2 separate regions of the Mus musculus genome follow, and region 2 is linked to region 1. Evidence: chromatin contacts called from public HiChIP or PLAC-seq data. All regions are on one chromosome and are shown on one strand. Each heading gives the region's core, a stretch centred on a gene start, on an enhancer-like site or on the middle of the called end of the contact. The rest is flanking DNA. Distances are from core to core; before and after follow the strand shown. Region 1 has its middle 21 kb from the start of Cd300lb. Region 2 holds the start of Cd300c (CD300C molecule).

Region 1 (4,968 bases), core at 1,288-3,787:
AGTAGGAAGCTGTGACTGGAATCCAGGAGAATAGCATGCTTGGTGGAACATACACAGACAGCCATGTGCATTCTTCCTATCATGAAACCAAGATGTATTTCTATCCACTGCTTCTGCTTCTAGGACATCCTCCTGTCTATACCTCCCACCTCACAGTAGCAGTGTTAACATTACAGGCTTGCACCACTGCGTCCAGCTTTTTAACATGGCTTCTGGGGGTTAAACTCAAAACAGAGGCAAGCACTTTTACCCCTGAGTCAACTCGCACCCTCCAGGCTTTTTATAGTTCATTTCTACAGAAGCACGTGAGCACTCTTCTTTGTGGCAGCCACCACCAGAAGTTCGTTGTTGGGGACAAGCAGTGGGAGGAAGAAGGAGAAGCCCGGGAGCAGAAAACTTGTTTATGTCCTCACTTCCCCATCCCCAGGGCTATGGCACCAGCCGGGGTCTTGCAGATAGTTGATAAACACAAGCTAAATACAGGAAGGAGGGATGGGGAAAGATGGGCATGATAGAGAATGGGAGAAAAGGCACGTTAACTAAGATGTTTGTTTATTGTTTGTTTGTTTGTTTGTTCATTGAGATAGGGCTTCACTCTTTAGTCCTGGCTGGCCTCAAACTTGCAGCAATCCTCCTGTCTCAACTTCCAAAGTGTTAGGAGGGCAGATTCACAGGGGTGAGTCTTTGCTAATTATAGCTAACTATAATTAAGTCAGCAGCATAGAGAGAAAGTTTCAAAGATGTAAGAATGGTGTTCTAGGTCTCTCAGAGTGCGGCGTGGCTCAGCTTTTCTTTAATTATTTCCAGGCACTGAAGCTTATTTCTTTTACTTTATTTTATGTGTCTGACTGTTTGCCTGCGTGAATGTCTGTCGCCACACTGTGCAGCACCCACAGAGGGCAGAAGAGGGTGTCAGCTCCCCTGGGACTGGAGTTACAGGCGGTTGTGAGTCTCCATGTGGATGCTCTTAGTAACTGGCTGTGTCTCTAGCCTCTTCTCCATTTTTTTTCTACAATGATTATTCCTCAATCGTTCCCAACATTAAAAATACATTCCCAGCGCCTTCAAAATTATTTACAAACAAAAATCCAAGCAGGTTCACGCCTCCCCAGTTGTTCTCAGCACTCCCCACTTTCTGACTTCTGAGGGTCATGCACACTCCTCCTCCGTGGACATACAAACATCACATCTTTTCTTCGGTCACTGGTCTCTTCTATTTATGAGACTCTGTTCACCATTTGAGAGTTACTTTCAGGAAGCCACCATGGTGCCTGCTCACCTCTACCTCAGCAGGAGGCCTGTCCCCCCTGCTCACTGGCTCCTCAGCTCAACGTGTAGCCAAGAATAAGTTTGAACTCCTGATCCCAAGTCCTGAGATTACAAGCATGTGCCACCACACCCAGCACCTGGCTGGCTTTATCCTTGCAGTTGAAGGTATTTCTTCATACAGTGTTGACATCTGAGCATAGCTGATCTCCAGGTCCCTTTGAGACTCTGTCTCCATTTAAAACTAAGACCTATGTATTGGTGGGAAGAAGGAAGAGATGGATGGAAGGAAAGAGGAAGGGAAGTCATTTATATAAATAGGATGTTTGGGGGGGTCAATGATCCTTCTTGGTGCCCCCACTAAACTGTGTCCATGGATTCTGCCATTCCCATTCCTCACTTTTCTGCCCAGGCAGTCGAGAACTCTGGGTTTGACAGTTTCTTGGGTTTCAGAAGTACATTGTGGGCTCTGCTGAGCTGCGTGGTCCATATTTGTAGGGTCTAATCCAAAGGAAGCTTGGGCAGGCAGCAAGGAAACTGCACGTGAGTGAGTCCAGGTCTGGAAGAGAGTCTGGGTGACAACAAGGACCAATGGCTGGGACACTGGGCATTGCGTGTGACAAGGACCAATGTGGGGCCTCTGGGCATTGTGTTCCAGGCCTAATACTTAGATAGCCTTAAATAATAGAGTTCTTCCTTAGTCCGTAGGAAGCCCTAGCTTCTATCCCCAGCACCAGTTAAAACTGGGTATGATGGCACACACCTGTAATCCCAGCACTTGAAAGGTGGAGGCAGGAGGATGAGGAGTTCAAAGCCATCCTTTGCTACCTGGAAAGTTTGAGGCCAGCCTGGGGTACATGAGATATTAAAATAAAATAAGATAAAATAAAATAAAATATCTGTGCATCTTCTTGCCTCACTGTCTATCACTCTGTCCCCCATTTTTCTATACCCACCACAGGGACAGTGACTGACCTTCCCTTGGGCAGGCTGCAATCAATGGAAAACGTCAAGAATCAGGATGAGATAACAGAGCACAGCACAGGAAACGCGCGATCAGGAAGTTTCGGGTTCTCTTTCCACATCAAGGGGAGGGCAGGGGAGTGGAGTGCCAGGCAAGGGTTGTTGTCCTTCCTCTTAATTCAAGCTCTTCCCCTTCACAGTCGCAAGACACAGAAAATGCAAAATTCTCTGTCCCGGCTGGACAGCTAGAGCAAGACATGTGCGATTCTAGCAGTGGCCACAGGGTGGAGACATTGGCTGTCCAATCCCTCAGTTATGCTCCAAGGTGGAATCAGCTCCCAAAACCACTGGGGCAGCCCGGTGTCTTAGTTAGGGTTTTACTGCTGTGAACAGACCATGACCAAGGCAAGTCTTATAAGGACAACATTTAATTGGGGCTGGCTTACAGGTTCAGAGGTTCAGTCCATTATCATCAAGGCATGACCACGGCAGCATCCAGGCAGGCATGGTGCAGGAGGAGCTGAGAGTTCTCCATCTTCATCTGAAGGCTGCTAGCAGAAGGCTGGCTTCCGGGCAGCTAGGAGGAGGGTCTTAAAGCTCATGCCCACAGTGACACACCTGCTCCAACAAGGCCACACCTTCTAATAGTGCCACTGCAGGGGCTGAGCATATATAAACCATCACACTCAGTGAGTGCAAAGTCAGCCAAAAAGGCAGTGTGTTCCTCAGACCATTTCCTTCTCCCTTCCTTCCTTCCTTCCTTCCTTCCTTCCTTCCTTCCTTCCTTCCTCCCTCCCTCCCTCCCTCCCTCCCTCCCTCCCTCCCTCCCTCCCCTTGGACAGGTCTGTTAATATACTCTAGTCTGACCTTGAACTTGCCATCCTGCCTTGAGGTTATGGTTTAAAACTTTAGGTCTTTGCAATAATTTTGGACAGATGGATTAGGACTAACTTAACATACATTCCATCAGATTCTGTCGGTGAGCATAATTAATTAATATTAATTAATTTTTTTAAGGAGAGGGGGCTTTGCAACTGCTCTTCCTGTAGTCTTACCCACCACTGAGCCTGTTTCAGGGAGTCCTGAATTTAGCTAAGAATTTAAAGGGGTGGGCGTGTAGCTCAGTGGTAGAACACTTACCCAGCATAGTCATGCAGTGGATTATTATGGTATGGTGCTGCCATTCTTACATGAGAATGTAGAATGATCTCTGAGGTAGTTGTGGCCTGAAACACTGAGGGGTGGGAAAGGGGGGCTCAGAATGGGAAGCCCAGCATCCACGTGGCCGAGGGAGCAGGAACATGAGGACCACATCTACGTGAATATGTGCAAAATGGCCGGGTAGAGTCACAAGCCACAGAACCACATCTAGTCAACGACAGACCACATATGTGATGTTGGATCTCAAAGAATGTCATGAGATGACAATTATTCCCTCGTGACGCCGGAGCTGCCTAACATTGTCGCTGAAACCATTACTTGCGGGTGTATAGTGTGGTATAAATAAACACACCTACAGCTTTGCCAGGAATATAAAACTATAGTGTGGGGGGTGGGGGTGTTGGAGACAGGCCTCTGTTGTGAGAGTGTTTGCCTAGCATGCTCCAAGTCCTGTCCACAAACTCATTTCTCAGAGCCTGTCCTCACTGTTGAGTGACATAGCATTGAATCTTTCCATATTTTGAAGGTCCTCTCTCAAACTCACTTTAAAACTGTTTTTATTGTTTAGTTTGTTTTCAGAGACACAGACTCACTCTGTAGCCTACACCTCACTATGTAGCCCAGGATAACCTCAGACCCTCTGAGGTTCTTCTGTCTGGGATCACAGGTGTGAGCCACCACAGAGGGACTCAGGGATGAATTTAATTGACACTGTGATGGCATTGAAAGGAGGACATCTACAAGCTGACAGCCGAACCTTCAATTCACAGGCCTTGAGGACACTCGACTTCTCTCTGAGGGCTTGTCTTCTCATGGCTGAGCCAAGTCCTCCCTGGGGCCCACCTTGTTCAGGGGCTGCCTATGACACCACTGCCCATGGGACTCCATCTCTAGCTGGGCCCATTGACCAGCAGCCGTTCTACTCAAGCTCAGAGCTCGTAGTTGCAGTCGCTGGTCATAGTGTCTTTTATTTCTTTATTTTTCACTTGTTCACTTTACATCCAGCTCATTGCCTCCTCTCCGTCACCCCCTCCCACAATCCTTCTACCCATCACCATCTCCTTCTCCTCTGAGTGGGTGGGGCCCCCAGGTATCTCCCCACCCTGGCATCCTCTCCCACTGAAACCAGACAAGGCAGCCCAGCTAGAAGAACATATCTCACATACAGGCAAAAGCTTTTGGGTTAGGGCCCCCCTGCCCCGGCTCCAGTTGTTTGGGGCCTACATGAAGACCAAAGTGCATATATGCTACATATGTGTGGGGAGGCCTAGGCCCAGCCTGTGTATGTTCTTTGGTTGGTGTTTCAGTCTCTGAGAGCCCCAAGAGTCTATACTCGTGGGTAGGTAGGATTAACCTAAGCCCATCTTACCAGAAGCAATCTACAAATTCAGTACAATCCCCAACACAATTCCAACACAATTTTATAAGCCTTTAAAGAGAAATTTTCAACTTCATATGGAAAAAAAACCCAAGATAACAAAAACAATTCTCAACAATAAAGGAACTTCTGAGGTAATCACCATCCCTGATTTCAAGCTGTACTATAGAGCAATAATGATTAAAAAAAACCTGCATGGA
Region 2 (4,968 bases), core at 977-3,476, 48 kb before region 1:
TGCATTAGGTCCTTTTGTCCAGCCTTGCTCTTCCTAGAGCTAGATCTCACCTGCTTGTGCAAAGGGGGCCTCCAGCCTAATGCCCATCTGCTTCAGCTGCCAGGGCACCACGATGAATTTGCCAGCATCAGAGCCTCTAAAAATCCCACCACTTAGCAGATACCTGTAGACATAGGCATGCTGATTCTGAATCTACCACCCACTTATGCTATTAGGACACACTGGAGCTTATTGGATATTGTGGTGGTTCAAATAAGAATGACCCCACAAACTGCCACAACCACCCCTAACCCCTGCTCATATTTTCAAAAGCTTTGCTATCAGAGAGGGGAACTGCTTGATAGGTTTTGAAGGATGAGGAGGTGTGGCCTTTGTGGAGGAAGTGTATTACTGGAGGTGGGCTTAGAGGTTTCAAAAAGCTCACCCAATTGATCATTGATCAATTCTCTCTCTTCACTGATCATTCTCTCCGTCTGACTCTCTCAGTCTCTCTCTCTCTCTCTCTCTCTCTCTCTCTCTCTCTCTCTCTCTCTCTCTCTCTCCTCCCGCTCATCTGTCATCTCTCCTCTCTTTCTCACCTCTCTCTGCCTTTCTTTGTCTGCCTGAAAATCAGGATGTCACTCTGCTGTCTCCAGGACCATACCTGCCATGTTTGCCACCATGCTGACCATGATAACAATGAACCAAGCCTCTGAAAGTGCAAGCCAGCCCTGGTTAAATGTTTTCTCTTATACTAGCTGCTGTAGTCATGGTGTCTCCTCACAGCAATAGAACAGTGATAAGGTACAGATAGCAAGCAGTGACCATGCCTTAGAGTCCTTCAGTGAATACAATAAGTGGTTTCTGAGCTCTTGTTGATTTGATATTCTGTAGAGCAAAAAGAAACAGTGGACATAGAAAAATGCAGGCAGATACCCTGATGGTCAATCAGTGAGAGGCAAGAAAATGATACAGTGAGAGAACATCTGCATTCTGTGTTAGTAGGGAGAACATCTGCATTCTGTGTCAATGGGGATTGGAAGTGAGTGGAATAAGGATTGTTCTCAGGAATGAACCCAGGAGAGTCCAAACCCAGCAAACCATAAGTGTAAAGGTCCCCTCAAAATGTCACCACAGCCTGCAGATATGGCTGTAGATCAGAGGGGTGTAGGTACCTCTATGGCCAGGTGGCTCACCAGGCTCTCAGACTCCCCCTTTTCCCTTCTTCCCCAACATGAAAGGGAAGTGGATGGCCAACATTGGGAAACTGAGTCATCAGAAAGGAGAGATCTGAGGTCATTCTTTCATTCTACCACACAGCACCTACCTCAAATTATGCCCATGTCTAGGTATGGGGCCAGGAGACTCAAGAAGGCAGAGCTGCCATGCATGGGGGCTCCCATCAAGGCCTGGCACTCAAGGGATGGGAGATTTCTGAGTTCAAGGTTAGCTTCAGCTAAATACTGCATTCGAGCCCAGGTGGGGCTGCAGTGTGAGATACTGTCTCAAATAATCAGGGCTGTGGATGCATCTTAGTCGGCAGAGAGCTTGTCTGGCATGCGTAGAGCCCTGGGTTCAATCCTGAGCACAGCATGGATGGGCTGTGGTGACAAACACCTTAAACTGCTGGACTCAGGAGCTGGAGGTAGGAGGATCAGTTCAAGGTCCTCCTTACCTACATAGACGCCAGCCTAGGATAGCGATTCTGCCACAGAAAAACAACAAACCAAACAGAATAAGACAAGAGAAGTGAAAGCTGTGACCTACAGGTCTGTACTCTTTGTGGGGACACAGCACCCAGATAAACTCTGATTAAGGGATCAGGTCACAGCATGACCTTGACCAGCAGTGTGAACCCGGAAATGGTCCTAGACACCCCAAGGACTAAGAGTGCCCTATAATCTGATATTTGGAAGGAGGTGATTGCTCTGTGATCACACAGTTAGAGCAACAGAATGGCAGCTTTCCAATCCACTCAGGAAGGGGCTTGTCACAGAGGGTGGTCAACCTGACCAGAAACAGAAATGCTCCCCAGGCCTCTGGCAGGAGGGTGGAAGCCCTTGGGTAAAGGCTAGGGGACAGATGGCATCCTCAGTCCCCAGCCGTGGGTTTCCCCACTTGTTGGGTGTGGTAGGAACCAAAGCCTCTGAGGCCTGGAACATCAACAGAGCCCTTCCTGCACCTGTTCATCTGGAGCCTGAAGTGAGAGCCAGGGACCAGGAAGCAGAAGACAGAAAGGAGAACTAGGCAAGAGGGCATTCTACTGTCTAGAAGGAGACATGTCCTTCTCCTCTCTTGGCCCTGGTGTGGGTGCAGGAGACAGCTGAGCTGAAGAAATGAATCCCAGAGTAATAAGATTGTGGCTGCCTTCAGCTGTGCTACTCTCCTTGGTTTCAGATATGCATGGAGGTAGGTGTATTGGGTTTACTTGAAAGGGGAAATCTATGGGAGGTGGGAGAGAGGGACAGAGAGAGAAGTCAGCACAGGCAGAGGGGTCTAGAGAGAAGCAGGAAGGGTGGGGTTGGGTGGGGTCCAGGACCATCAGCATCTGCTCCCCAGGGGCTGCCAGGTTTCTGTGCACAATACAGTCATGTCTACCACACCTGAGGCAGATTCAGGACAACTGGGAGGGTCACCTGTGACAGTCAGTGCCATAACCGCATAATCTCTATTTATTTTATAATCTCTCTATGACCTCAGTCCTGACTCCTGATCTGACAAAGCCTGTCTCCTTTCTCATGGTTTCCTCAAGACCAGAGGGTTTTCTAAGACCTGACGCAAGGGAAGACTTCCTACTCCCCAGCGGTCAGGGTGCAGAATTGAGGTCTGTGTTTTCCAGGCCATTTCCCTGTGCGTGGTCCCAGCACTGTCACAGGCACTGTGGGGGAGTCACTCAGTGTGTCCTGTCAGTATGAGAAGAAATTGAAAACTAAAAAAAAAATCTGGTGCAAATGGAAATCTAATGTACTGTGTAAAGATATTGTCAAGACCAGTGCCTCAGAAGAAGCTAGGAATGGCCGAGTGTCCATCAGGGACCATCCAGACAACCTCACCTTCACAGTGACCTTGGAGAACCTCACCCTGGAGGATGCAGGCACCTACATGTGTATGGTGGATATAGGATTCTTTTATGATGCCTACTTACAGATCGATAAGTCCTTCAAGGTTGAGGTGTTCGTGGTCCCAGGTAAGCCTCCTTCCTGCCAGGGCAGCCTGAGTCCAGGCCTGCCATTCCCTCATGGAAGAAGGAAGCCAGGAACCTCAGCATGCTGAGCTTGGCTAGTGAGAGATTCAGGACAGGGAGTGTGAGTGCACACGCGCCTCCATGAGAGCATGTGTGGTACGTGTGATACTATATGTGCACCAGTACATGTGTGTGCGCACACAGGCACAGTGGGGACCTGTGTCCTTAGAAACGACTGTGTTATTTTATTTATTTGTTTGTGTGTTCATGTATTTGTTTCTAGGGGACTTCCCTTGGAGTGTGTGAGTGAACAGAGAACTTCTGAGTGTCAATTCTCTGTTTCCACCTTGTGGGTCAAACTCAAGTCATCAGGCTTGGTAAGCAGGGCCTTTCCCCCCTGAGCCATCTCATCAGCCCCTGGTGGGGATTCTCTGTGCACCATGGGACAGGCTCAGGCCTGAAACTTTCTAGAAACAGGCTCTGAATCACATCACTGGCTCTTTGTGACTTCCTGTCCTGTTAAGACTCAAGTACACATTCCCAGGTCTCTGGCCCTGTCTCCATTCTCCATAGATGAATGATACCCTAGCTCATCAGCTCCCCTCTCTCAAAGGTGGCTCTGACCTGGGTACCCCGACTTCCCTTCTGGGTACCAGCTTCATCACTGGTTCTGGGACTTCTGAGGGACCACCAGAGACACAAGGAGGAGCCTAGGCAGTCTATGGGGTTTCTCAGTGCCCCGAGGAACCCACTTACCCCCTCCAAGATCCCCTGTGTCCCTTCTCCAAGGAACCATTAACTGCTGGAAGAGACTCAGAGAATCCCTCCAAGGTTCCTCTTCTTAGGGCTGAGGGTCAAGCAGGATGGAAGACAGGCTTTCAGCTACTTTGCTCTCCAATATTCTCCATGTTTGTAGTTGATTCTCCTCTAATGGAGCCTCCCTTGTTCACAGAAACCAAATCAGTGCATCAGTTTAAGGATTGAGGTAGTGACAGGGGCTGAAGGAAAGGGCCCATCCTCTCTGTTAATCCCAGGTTTTCTTTTTCTTTTCCTCCTCCTCCTCCTCCTCCTCCTCCTCCTCCTCCTCCTCCTCCTCCTCCTCCTTCTCCTCCTCCTCCTTCTCTTTCTCCTCTTTCTCTTCCTTCTGCTCTTCTTCCTCTCCTCCTCCTCCTTCTCCCCTTCCTCTTTCTAATTCCTCTTCTTCCTTCTTCTTCTCCTTCTCCATCACCATTACCATCATCATTATTCGAAGAGAGGATCTTGTGTAGCCCAGGTTAACCACCATCTCACTGTGTACTTAGGATTCATCTTGAATGCCTGATCTTCCTGTCTCTGCCTCCCCAGTATGGAATTGCTAGCATTTATCACCACACCCAGGTTCTGGTGCCTGGTTCTCCACTTTGATTTTCCCCTTATATGTTTCACTGAAACCTCATCTGTGGGTTTGTACTGAAGATTTGGAGCTTCAATCCCACTGACATCACTACTCTGCAGTAGAGTCCATTCTCCTCAGGGGCCTACACACATCTGCCTTTCTAGAACTTTCTATCTCCTCATTCCTCAGAGAAGACTGTCTGGCTGACACTAGGAATGAATGGGCCAGGCAGACATGGAGTCCCACTACCCTGTTTGTCCCCAGAAAGATGGTGGACAAGGAGGCAAAAGGTGTGGCTGAGGCTGGATGGGACCTGGCACTCACTAAGGTCTTGTCACTTAAGACACTTGGGACACTTAAGCTGTCCTTTCTAAGAAAACTGGGTTCATGTTTGCAAATGCCACCCAGACTCTGCTCACCATGATATGGG

The links. HiChIP or PLAC-seq counts read pairs in DNA pulled down with a chosen protein or histone mark.
Region 2: an H3K27ac HiChIP or PLAC-seq map of the HPC-7 cell line shows a contact between it and region 1, with 7 times the contacts expected there. The contact joins the promoter of Cd300c here to the enhancer-like site in region 1. A contact is called at or near these places in 1 of 39 promoter capture datasets (macrophages), 10 of 484 Hi-C or Micro-C datasets (the BV-2 cell line, the HL-1 cell line, bone marrow-derived dendritic cells and 6 more), 3 of 115 datasets of contacts at active chromatin or transcription factors (the HPC-7 cell line, embryonic stem cells and neural progenitor cells) and 3 of 9 other capture datasets (adipose tissue, bone marrow-derived macrophages and liver).

The regions. Positions count from the first base shown.
Region 1 is chr11:114,910,545-114,915,512 of GRCm38.p6, reverse strand. No RefSeq gene overlaps it. Among named protein-coding and RNA genes, the nearest start is that of Cd300lb, 21 kb to the left of the region's middle. Within about 2 kb of position 2,537, at least 37 of the 459 cell types and tissues checked have an H3K27ac peak or open chromatin away from gene starts, as enhancers often do. A contact at or near this core is called in the BV-2 cell line, the HPC-7 cell line, bone marrow-derived macrophages and 1 more, where this site is marked.
Region 2 is chr11:114,957,765-114,962,732 of GRCm38.p6, reverse strand. It overlaps Cd300c (CD300C molecule), which reads left to right and starts at 2,226. Exons shown (of 4, transcript NM_001368239.1): 1 at 2,226-2,388; 2 at 2,819-3,166. The coding sequence starts at 2,316.